Regions from separate parts of the Gossypium arboreum genome. Here region 1 is linked to region 2. Evidence: chromatin contacts called from public Hi-C data. All regions are on one chromosome and are shown on one strand. Each heading gives the region's core, a stretch centred on a gene start, on an enhancer-like site or on the middle of the called end of the contact. The rest is flanking DNA. Distances are from core to core; before and after follow the strand shown.

Region 1 (5,542 bases), core at 2,951-5,450, 250 kb after region 2:
CACCTTGTACCTGCTCATGAGAGACTGCTAACGACACCCCATTAAAACAGCATCAAAACATATAAAAATCCAGAAGCACTTATATAGAGAAAAGAGAAACAATCCCTTTTCTAATCTAAAAATGTTTCATGGGAAATGGAAATTTAATGTCCAAATGGAGAAAGAGTCATATTTAATTCAGAAAAGCATTCATAAAATATTTTCTGGGTATGATAACATTCTCAGATTACAGCTAGCTAGTCATAAACTTGCAATATCAAGTTTCAAACCTCAAAGCAATTAAGGAAAAATTTTACTGCATAAATTTCCAACTACAAAGTCGTGAATTGTGGCTCTTTCAAGTAAAATTATATTTAAATAGTACCTTTTCTGAATCGCAGTCAACGTGACCAAGCTTCACCTTCCCCTTCAAGTTATTAGCAGCCATCTTCCACTCAGGAGCAAGTTTTTTACAGTGTCCACACCTGTAAGGAAGTATTGATATGGTAGTAATCACAATAATCAGAAGATAAGAATTAGAAACTTAAAGAACTATGTCAGCAAGAATTGAGTTGGTTGGTACAAAATTTCATTTAAAAATTATTAGAACCAATTAATATATGCCATTGCATTGAGATTGATTTAATCCTATTGGTTTTCGATTGCAACCTCTGCATTGTTTTTTATTTTCTAAACCAAAATAAACTTACTGCAATCAATTTTACAACTTTGGAGATATGTTCGTACAGGAAAAGTCAATTGTTTTATCTATTTGACTTTAGTAAGTTCAAGTCAATTACTAATTGTTCATGACTACATTCGAGAAAACTAGTACACAATTAAATATAAGATACATGGCTATTTCAACCATTTATTCTTTATGGTTGCGGTACTGTTTATTTGAGTTTACTGTTCTAGTTGCTATGCACCTTTACTAGCTTATGCTAAAATAAGCAGAGAAAGAGCTGAACTCAGAAATTGCTAGTTACGTGTCATTCAGGATTTTCTTTTCTTTTTACAATCTTTATTTTACCCTATGTTTGGATTAACTATATTAAAGGAAAAGAAAGGAGGGTTAAGGAGAGAAAAGGATTACCTATTATTTTGTTTGGATAGTTAAAATTATTAAAGGAAAAGAAAGTAAAGTAATGTTAATAATCTTTGTCTGGTTAACCTGTGGAAAGGAAAGGAAAAGATTTATTATGATTTTTTTTACAATTATGACCCTTTATAAAATAATTTATATAGAAAATGAAGATAAAAAAAAATTTACATCTTAAAAAATCCTTTTCGTTTCCTTACTCTAGTTTTTACCCCAAACTGGGGTAAATGAAAACTAAGTATTTTAAAGGAAAGTAAGGGATACTCAATTTCCCTTACTTTCCCTTGCTTAAAACAAATATACCGATCCAAACAAGGGAAAGATTCTTCCTTTCCCTTATTTTCCCTTTCGTTTCCCTCTCCTTACCCCAACCATATAAATACTATTCTTTTCTTTTTAGCATTCTTTTTTTAAAAGAAAATCAAACATAAAAAGCCTTGACAACAAACAAAGGATCAAAATATGTTTACATCACAAGAAACATAAACAACATTTCAAACTTGCAGTTGCATGCATGCGTGTCTACCGTGATCATGGATGACAACGGATCAGGTATTTACTGCTTTTTATGTATCCCTATCTGAATCCAATTACTTTTCATGGTTCAGATATCAGATATCTAAAGGCTGCCATCTGAATCCAACATGATAGTAATATCCTATCCAAATCTGAAACTAACCAATTCTAGATTATCCAAATCTGGAAAAAAAAACAAAGAGATTGAATAGTGCAGGATATCCAATTTTAATAATCCATTGGCATTCCTAGTCAGAGATGCTAGTGAAGCATTGTGCTTTGATGTGTGTTAGATTAATAATTAACATGCTTACCAAGGTGCAAAAAACTCCACAAGCCAAAGTTCTTTACTTTTGAGCACCAATTCATCAAAGTTGCGGGAATTTAATTCTACTGATGCACTGGGTTGAGATTTCTCACCGGATCCTTCAGAAGCTTTCCCAGCCAAACGGTCTTTCAAGAGGGCTTTTACCTGTATAATACATAATAGTTAGTAATAGTTCAACTCATGTCATAGAAAGAACGTTTAATAGTATAAAAGTGATACACATGCACTTCACTTTTAAACTTTTTAAAAATGAGCTTCATATTCTTAGTCCATAATAGACAGATCAGCATAATAGACAGCCAAAATGGCACCGTGAGACATATTTAGATATATAGGCACAACTTATACATGTATGGCACCCACCATAGATATATAAACACATTTTTTTCCTACATAGTCTCATGAAATTAGTACCAATGAGAATTTCTACTAAACAAGCAGGCATATGACATGGGTAGATTGGAATCAGATTCAAGCAGTAGGCTGAGGGAATGTGTCTGAGAAGTGACAAAGGTATTGTTCAATTTTCCATATGCTTTTCCATATACATATGCAATGCAAATAGATAGGGAAAAAGACATAGTAGCAGTTGCATGGCACATCAAATTCAACTATTACTAAATATTCGCCATCAGCAGCATCTTGTCAAATGTCAGTAGTTCTTTTCTTAAAGTGAAATTACACACTAATGCAGATCATTACCACCACAAAACCAATTCTGTCTTTTTTGATAGATGCAAATTATTTTAAAAAAGTAAAAGATTTGAATTGAATAACATTATCATCCTGCCACAACATATATATGATCCAATAAAATCATGATTCTTCAATCAATCAACATACTGCAGCAGACCTGCTGGAGGGCAAATTCTGCAATAGGTTTGACATCCCTTGCTCCCTGATAATCTACTGGAGGCTTTCCAGGTGCAAACACCTTTATTGTCGGAAACCCTCTAATCCCATATTCCTGTGTAGCAATCAGAAAAAAGACTATAAGCACATAAATTAGAAGTGACAAAAGAATTTCAAATCAGATACTAGATGATTATACGAAACAGAGAATCCCATCCAAATTGCAATATGCCTAAGGTTTCATATCATTTCTACATTTAAAATTTTCAGCAAGGCGAAAAAAGAAAAGAACAGCCCTAATCAAGGGAAGAAAATGCAAAAGTAGTTTAGACATCACAAAGAACTCTGCAGACCAACAAAGTAAAACGTAGATTACATCTTATATTTAAGGACAAAGCATGGTTAAAACTTGAAAGATTTGAAACTCCCCAAACCTCTGCAAGGGACTGGTGAGCATCAGCATCAAGAGCAGCCACAGTAGCAACTCCATTCAAAACATTGGCAGCCTTCTCCCATGTAGGTGTTAGAGCTTGACAATGGCCACACCAAGGCGCAAAGAACTCAACCAAAACAACTCCATTCGAATTTAAAACCTAAAACAATTCAAAAATCTCTATCAGTAAGGTATTCTCCTCGACAAGCTTGACTCTTTCCTTCTTCAAATATTAAAGAAATAGCAAAAACCAAATCCAAGGTATAGGTGATTTGGCAACGAGAATTAAAGATCATTGCTCGAATTCAAACAAAAAAGGTAAAAAAAATAGAAAACTTGAATATTGAAAATATTGAATCATTTCTCTTAGCCTGAGAAATGACCTAATTCTTAATATTTTAAAAAATAAAGGTAGTTTTGTCACAAAATCCTAATTAAGTGACAAAATTCTAAAGTATTAACTCCTTTCTAATTGTATTTAAGTTCTTCAATCTTGTGATCCAGAAACACGAGGCATTTCATTTCATTTAACTGAACACAAATCCTGATCCCCTTCCGTCTTTTGGTTTATTTTCTTCCACTTCTTTACGATAATTGAATGGCGAAGGATAACGGATTTACCTTGGACTTGAAATTAGAAGGAGTAAGCTGAAGCACTGGCGACGACGGTCCGTAAAAAGCGTTTGAGATGCTGAAGAATGTGAAGAGAAACGATAAAGCTATTGACACCGGTGATTTCGGTCTAGGCATTTTTCTTATTTTCCCGTCACTTTCTCGGCAATTTGTAAACTTCCTCTCTCGCCCAGATTGAATCTTTCTCGGAGCTTAAACCGCTCGATACCGTGTAGAGTGAAACCACTTCGTCTGGCACAGCTTCCGCTCTGCTCGCCAATGAGATTCAAACACATCATTTCTCCACGCTTTCATTTATAGGAGGCACGTAGATTTCTATCGCCGGGCCGGGTCAGTCCCAACCATCGATTCCTCTCCGAATGTGAGTTTGAAATTTGGTTAAAGTATAAACGGTAAATTTAATATTTCAATTTAATATTTATATTTTTTTTAAATTATATATAGCAACTTAATTTTTTAATATGTTTACATTATTGTATTATATATTATTATATATTTACTTTTTATGTTTAATAATTTACATAATATATACAAATAACATAATAATATGCACTACAAACATCGAAAAAGGGTTGGATTGGGCTCGAGCCTTGAATGCTTGAGCTCGAACTTGACCCATATTTTAAACAAGTCTAACTTTTTTTAGAAGCTCATTTTTCAAAAACCTAATATTTTTACTAAAATCCCCTCAAATTGATTGAGCCTTCGGGCAAGTAACCCGACCCTTGAACAGGTCTAATTAGTTTGAACCTAAAGAATGTAAAAAATAAAATTACTATTTTTCTTTATAAATATTTGGAGGATTACATTGACACCTACCATTGTTGAGTTTTGATGTAATTGATAAATAGTAATATGTGTAGAATTTATTGCCTTATTGTTTGATGAAGATGGAAAAACATTACTATGAATTGTAATATCCTGTTTCTCAGTGGTATTGGAAACAGTAGTTTCGGGACCACAATTTCAACATGTCAGCCCGTTAATAATTAATATTTACGAGGTCATGAGGTGTAACACCCTATACCCGTAACCCACGCCGGGGCGAAGTACAAGACATTACCTAATTTGATCTCATGCATTCGAATAACCTCAAGTCACCGAGACTCGGTTCAAGATAAAACTTCTTCAACTTCTACCTTAAACTTATTGTTATGAGCCTATGAGCCCCAAATCGACCGTTGAAAAATATTCGAAACCCTTCCAGGTCTTTAATTCGACCCTAAGAAATTTGCCTTTAAAACAGGGCACACGCCTGTGTGGAAGGTTAACAGGCCCATGTGGAAGAGTAACATACCCGTGTGGAATTAAATTCTACTTCACACCTACAGGGGTTTTTACACGGCCAGACACACGCCCGTGTCAATGGCCCCGTGTCCCCCACACGGCCACGACACCCCCGTGCCTTAGGCCATGTGCAAAAACTTGGGTATTCTATTTCTGACATCAGCATTCCCATATTATCACACGCCCATGGACAATATAAGGCTATTTACCAAGCCTCATTGCCACCCTTGCATACCTAATTTCATGCAAATGCCACCAATACCAAAACAAGCATAGATTTCATAATCAAATCAGCCACAATAGGCATTCATTCAACCATTAAGATGCACCTTTTATAAACTCAAAATAATTATTAGCCATTATTCATGACTCAAAACTAAGTGTGGGATCTATCCCAAGCCAACACATTCGG
Region 2 (5,661 bases), core at 1,225-3,724:
TGTGCTGGGTTTGGGTTATTTTCCCTTTTGGTCCCTGCACTTTATTACATTTTTAATCTGAACCTTAATTTATGGTTTTATTTATTTATGCCCTAAAATTTCGTTATGGTTTCAATTTAATCCATTGTTTATTTAATCTCACCCTCTTACTTTCTGTTATTTAATTTCCAACACTTTTAATCTCCTTATTTATATTTCTACCCTTTAATTTGCGTAACTTGCATTTTTATCCTTAAGGTTCATGATCATTTCATTTTAGTTTTTAATTTTTAAATGTTGACGTTGTTGTTAAATGATTATTATTGCTAATTAATGTTTTACGTTTAACATTTTGTCATTGCTAATATTACACAATCATGATCATAGCATTATCATGCTTAACATTTTGTCATTGCTAATACTACACAATCATGATCATAGCATTATCATGCTTTCTCTGATTATTTTACTATTATTACCATTATTAAGTAGTATTATTAATCGACTAAAATTTTTCCCACTACTACTTTTTATTATTATTTTATTATCATTGCTTTTACCCACGTAAGTTATTTTATTTTTGCCACTACCATATTACACAACACGTTTAAATATTCATTCATTTTTATACCAACACTTGAATAAATTAATCACATATTGCATTAAATGTTGTGTTCATTTTTATACGACGTATATTTGATAATTTGAATCAATGCAATGTTCTTTATTTTGAGGATTCGAGAAATTGTGCCCCTAACTTATGGGGTATGATTTTCTTCTTGAATCGAAATAATCGAACATCCCTCTTTTTAAAAAAAATTAATTAAAAATATATAAGATTTTGGAAATAATTAAATGGTGAGTGTTCTTATTTGAGATTTTGTGCCCCAACTTACAAGACATGACTTTTCGTTTTGGTCGACCCTAAATGAAAAAACCTCCTCACTAAAAATTCAATTTAGCTAAAAATTCAATTTAGATAGAGACATTTTCAATACTATCAAATAACATTGCGTGAAAGGATCATGTTTTAAATCCTCTTCAAATTCTCCATTTTTGATGCTAAGACACCAAGTAATCAACTAGGTACCAAATTTGGGCGTTATGAGTGTGCTAATCCTTCCTCATATGTAATCGACTCTAGAACTTATTTCTCAGATTTTGTAGACCGAAAATCATCGTTTTAGTAAAATTAACCTTTTATTAAAATGATTAAATATCGAGGTGATCCAATCATTCCGAATAAAAAGGATTGGTCGCGACTCCATCTTTTTTTTAAAATAAAATATCAATTTCTAAAAAGGGTTTCGACATTATATATATGATGTTTTTTGTTCAAGTTTCATTATCTATCTTATTAATTTATATGAAAATGAAAAACAAAAACATGCATATATCATATAATTTAATTTACAAATAAAATAACTTTTTGGTAATTCTCTAATTGAGTTGTGACATGGTTGATTGGTGACATCGATTTAATAAAAGGCTTTATAAATAGTATAGATAAACAAAAAAATAATAATGAGACGAGATTCACTTACACTGATGTAAAAAATTAATGTAGCTTTAAATTTTAGTGTAACTTTTGTAAATGGTCCGGCTAGTTCGCAACATGCAAACTTACCTTTCTGGACAATCCATCCTAATAGAACAAAAGCTTACGTTGGTTGCTACAAACTTGGTTTACAACAGAGACTTGACAACATAATATTCGATAAGAGAATTTTCATGGAATAAGGGTTGTATTTATAGACACTAAGTGTCCTACCAATCTTAGGATATCCTATTTGACTTAGGAAAAGAGTTATGTGCACGAAAAGTATCCTAGATACATAATATCTTTATTTCCTAATTTTAGTCTGTCTCGACTTTTGACTGGCGAACCCCAGTTTGCAACTCAACTAGCAAACCCCTAGTTCGCAACTCAATTGACAAACCCTAGTATGCCAAATTGACTGGCGAACTTAACTTACAATGAATCTGATGAATTCCCCTTTTTGCATCATTTGACATGCACCAATTCGCCAAAATATTGGTGAAATCCTTGTTGATACTCTTTTGGCAAATACTAGCTCACCAAATCAACCGACAAACCCCTAGTTCGTCGAAACAGGCGAACCCTCTCTTGTGAGGCCAAAACTTTCAAGCCCTATTTCGGGATGTTCTAACTCTCTCCCACTTAAGACATTACTTTTTTAATTTAACTAGAATAATTTCACTTGACTCAAATTTTATTTCACTTGTATCGATTTAAAAATAAAATTAAATTGAATTAAGATGATAAAATAAAAATCATTAACTCGAAAATTTTTTACTCGATTTAAACAAACGCAGATATATTTGCTAGTTAAAAAATTAATATTCTAGATAAATCGAAAATATTAGTGCAATATTTTTAATACCATATATTATTCAACAACCCCTGCAATGGATCAAATCTTCAAATCACAAATCACTTTAATTATAAAATGACAATTTTGATTTAAGATATAAAAAGTAGTACGGATATTGAAACTGTTTGACATCATTAAAATCTCCGAGCCAGTGTAGGAGGACCGGAAGTGGCAGTTGGTAGGCAGTTAGGGAAAAAGGGCTTAGGCCATTGCGTTTGGATTTTAATAACCAAACCGGACAAACGTAGATTAGATTAGACCAAACAAACTTAAGTAAGCGGTATCGGCGTACGTTAGTCTCTTCCAGGCTTAAATAATCTGTTCCCAGGCTAACCCTTGAAACCCTCTCCAGCACCCTACCACAACCGTTATTCCATCAGATCCTCTGACATGGACCCACTCTTTGACCGAATCAACGTCCGCGATCTTCTCTCCGGTCACGACCTCTCGGACCCTTCGACGCCACTATCCGCACCGGATCTCCGCCTCATCATCGGCCGCCTCGAATCCCACTCTCTTCATATCAAATCAAAAGTCCGTTCTTACCTCCTTTCTCACCGCGAAGACTTTGCCTCACTCTTCTCCCAGTGCAACGATGCCGTTTTCAAGACTAACGAAATCTCTGACAACGTCTCCGGTATTCTTTCGTTGATCTCCGACCGCCCCATCGATGTCGAGATCCGTAAGTTGGTTGATGAGATTGGGAGGACAACGAAGGAGGCTAGGGAAAAGAGGGAGATGTTAGGGTTGTTGAAGATAATCGTAGGGATCTGCGAGAGGTTAGAAGGCGCCAGATCAGCTTTTAGTGATGGACGACTCAGATTTGCCGCCGAGGAAGTTAAAGAGTTGAAGAAGGCTTTGAGGATTGGCGATGAAGAAGAAGGAGAGCCTATCGTGTATGGTTTGCTGCGGAAACAGTGGGCGGATTTTTTCGATGAGGTAAGTTTATGTTTGGTTACTGAGAAAGCGGCAAACTAAGAAGAGTGGATAGATGAATTTTTCACGTTTAATGTTTTGGTCTCTCTCTTTAATTCTTTTTTGGTATTATTCATTTTATTGGTGATTTGTTTTTTTAGAGGAATGATTTGGGTTTGTAGATGCAAGACTTGTTTTCCAAGTTCATGGAAAATGCAGTTCGGTTCGAGCAGGATTCTAGAACAATTAGAGTGAAATACAAATTATGTGTTGATAAAATGGATGGGATTGAACTTCATACGGTCATGGAAGCAATGGATGTAAGTTTTTCTATTATGTTCCTTTTGCTTAAAGAATGGACCAACTAAATCTTATATCAGGACAAGTTTTTATTATTTTGTTTCCATGATGGACCTATGATGAACATAGGTAGGTAGCATTGAAAATCGTCTGCTATCAGTTAAGTGTCTAAGGTTTTGGTGGTCAATTAGTCCTGTTACATTGTTGTTAGTATGTCGTGATGATGATATGATAATGTTTTTTTAGGTTGCTGGAATTCTGGATTATTGTCTTGCTAAAGCAGCTGACTTGATAATTAAGCATGCCATCACTCCAGCTGTAAGCTATGGATCACCTGTAATGTTTGCAGAAGATGTAAATCAAGGTTCCGAAGGAATCTCAGAAACAGTACTGAAGATATTACCTTCACAAGATTGCAAGGTGTGTGCTCTCTACTGAGATTCCAAATCCTTGGTTGCTACTTGCCACACTAGGTTTAACTAATTAGGACATAGTTTCAGAAAATAAAGCTGGCTGATATGTTCTTTGGAACATGAAATTGTATTACCAGTTGCTTTCTTTATGTACAACAATTCCTTCTAACATGGATCACATAGATGGTAAGATTCTAGTTCATCAGCGTCAAGCATTTTTCTTGAAAGCAATTCATGGACAGCGTCAAACATATCCTCTGTAATGTTCAGATTGTAGATGTGGATGGAGATGCTATCTATGCAAGAGTTATTCAAGTCATCAAGTTTATTTTCAAGCATATATGCTTTGAGAATGGTTCATGGATTCGTTCTTTTGGAAGGTTAACTTGGCCAAGGATATCAGATATTATCATCTCAAAGTTTCTTTCAAAGGTTTGTTCTTCTAATGGTTGACTTAAAAAAATATGCTTTCTGTTCTACTTTGCTTGCGGAATTCTGAATACCTGTGAATAGATGTCCGTAATTGACTTCTATGATATTCTCGTAGTGAATGAATTGTTGTTTCTTTGACATCTTTTAATTTATGCCTCTTTTTTCGTATTAAGTAGTCATGCAGTGAATCTATACAAGTTGTAAATATGGAACAACCAATAACATATCGTGTATGTTGCATCTAGAGCTTGTATTTTGGTAGTGTTGCAAACAAATTGGTGACATTTTAGTAGGGACAGCTCAGGGTACAAGCTTGTATGACCTTCGATTTAGCTGCTGGATCATCTTTTTAATCTGCCTTTAAGAATTTTGAGCTCGGGTTTGCAGGAATTAGTTTGTGCATTAAAGAGATGAGATGGCTAATATTTAGTATTTAGCATCAAATGGTACTATCAAAGGTTATTATTGATGAAATCATTCACTTCCAGACATCTGAGATAACATATCATGTAGTATTTAGAGCATGAATTTTGGTAGTGCTGCAAACAAATCGGTGACTTTTATTAGGGACTTCAGGTACAAAAGTTGTATGACCTTTGATTTAGCTGCTGACTCATCTTTTAATTCCACCTTTAAGAATTTAGCATGGCTAGTTTTGCAGGCATTATTTTGTACCTTAAAGAGATGAGATGGCTAATATTTTGTATTTAGCATCAAAGGGTACAAACAAAGGTTATCATTGATGAAACCTTACATCTTGGGACATCCGAAATGTCTGTATGATTAGTTCATATATTCATGTCTATATATAAATTTATTTCCTCTTATTTATTCTAGTTTTATGGTGGGTTGTTTTGTTGTTAGTTTTTCTTACTTAGTCATTTAATGACTAACACTAATTAGGATCAGGGTTTATTTGTACTCAAAGGTCAAGGTTTAAACCTTGCTATAGCCCTAGCATAAATTATGATTTATCTGTATAACCTCTCTTTTATTATCTAGTATTTACTTTTACGTGCCTAGGATATGAATAATATTTTCTTTCTTTTGATTTTAAATTAATAATTTGATATTGAATAGATAGTTTTATATTGTTCTAATATTTGAAATTAATAACCTTTACATGTAGGGGTTGTAAACTTTATCTGTTTTCTTTAATCAAATAGTTTTTCAGTTTTTAGATGGAAGTAGAGTACTTTGTCATAATTTGGATAAATCTTATAATT

The links. A called contact is a pair of places that touch in the nucleus more often than the background predicts.
Region 1: a Hi-C map of leaf shows a contact between it and region 2, with 2.7 times the contacts expected there. The contact joins the promoter of LOC108454067 here to the promoter of LOC108464759 in region 2. A contact is called at or near these places in 2 of 5 Hi-C or Micro-C datasets (both in leaf).

Annotation. Positions count from the first base shown.
Region 1 is chr7:39,625,367-39,630,908 of ASM2569848v2, forward strand. LOC108454067 (protein disulfide-isomerase like 2-2-like) reads right to left here and starts at 4,201. Exons shown (of 9, transcript XM_017752377.2): 1 at 3,832-4,201; 2 at 3,212-3,370; 3 at 2,779-2,892; 4 at 1,912-2,069; 5 at 365-464; 6 at 1-24. The coding sequence starts at 3,960.
Region 2 is chr7:39,379,275-39,384,935 of ASM2569848v2, forward strand. It overlaps LOC108464759 (centromere/kinetochore protein zw10 homolog), which reads left to right and starts at 2,475. Exons shown (of 14, transcript XM_017765032.2): 1 at 2,475-3,314; 2 at 3,473-3,610; 3 at 3,837-4,010; 4 at 4,274-4,435. The coding sequence starts at 2,766.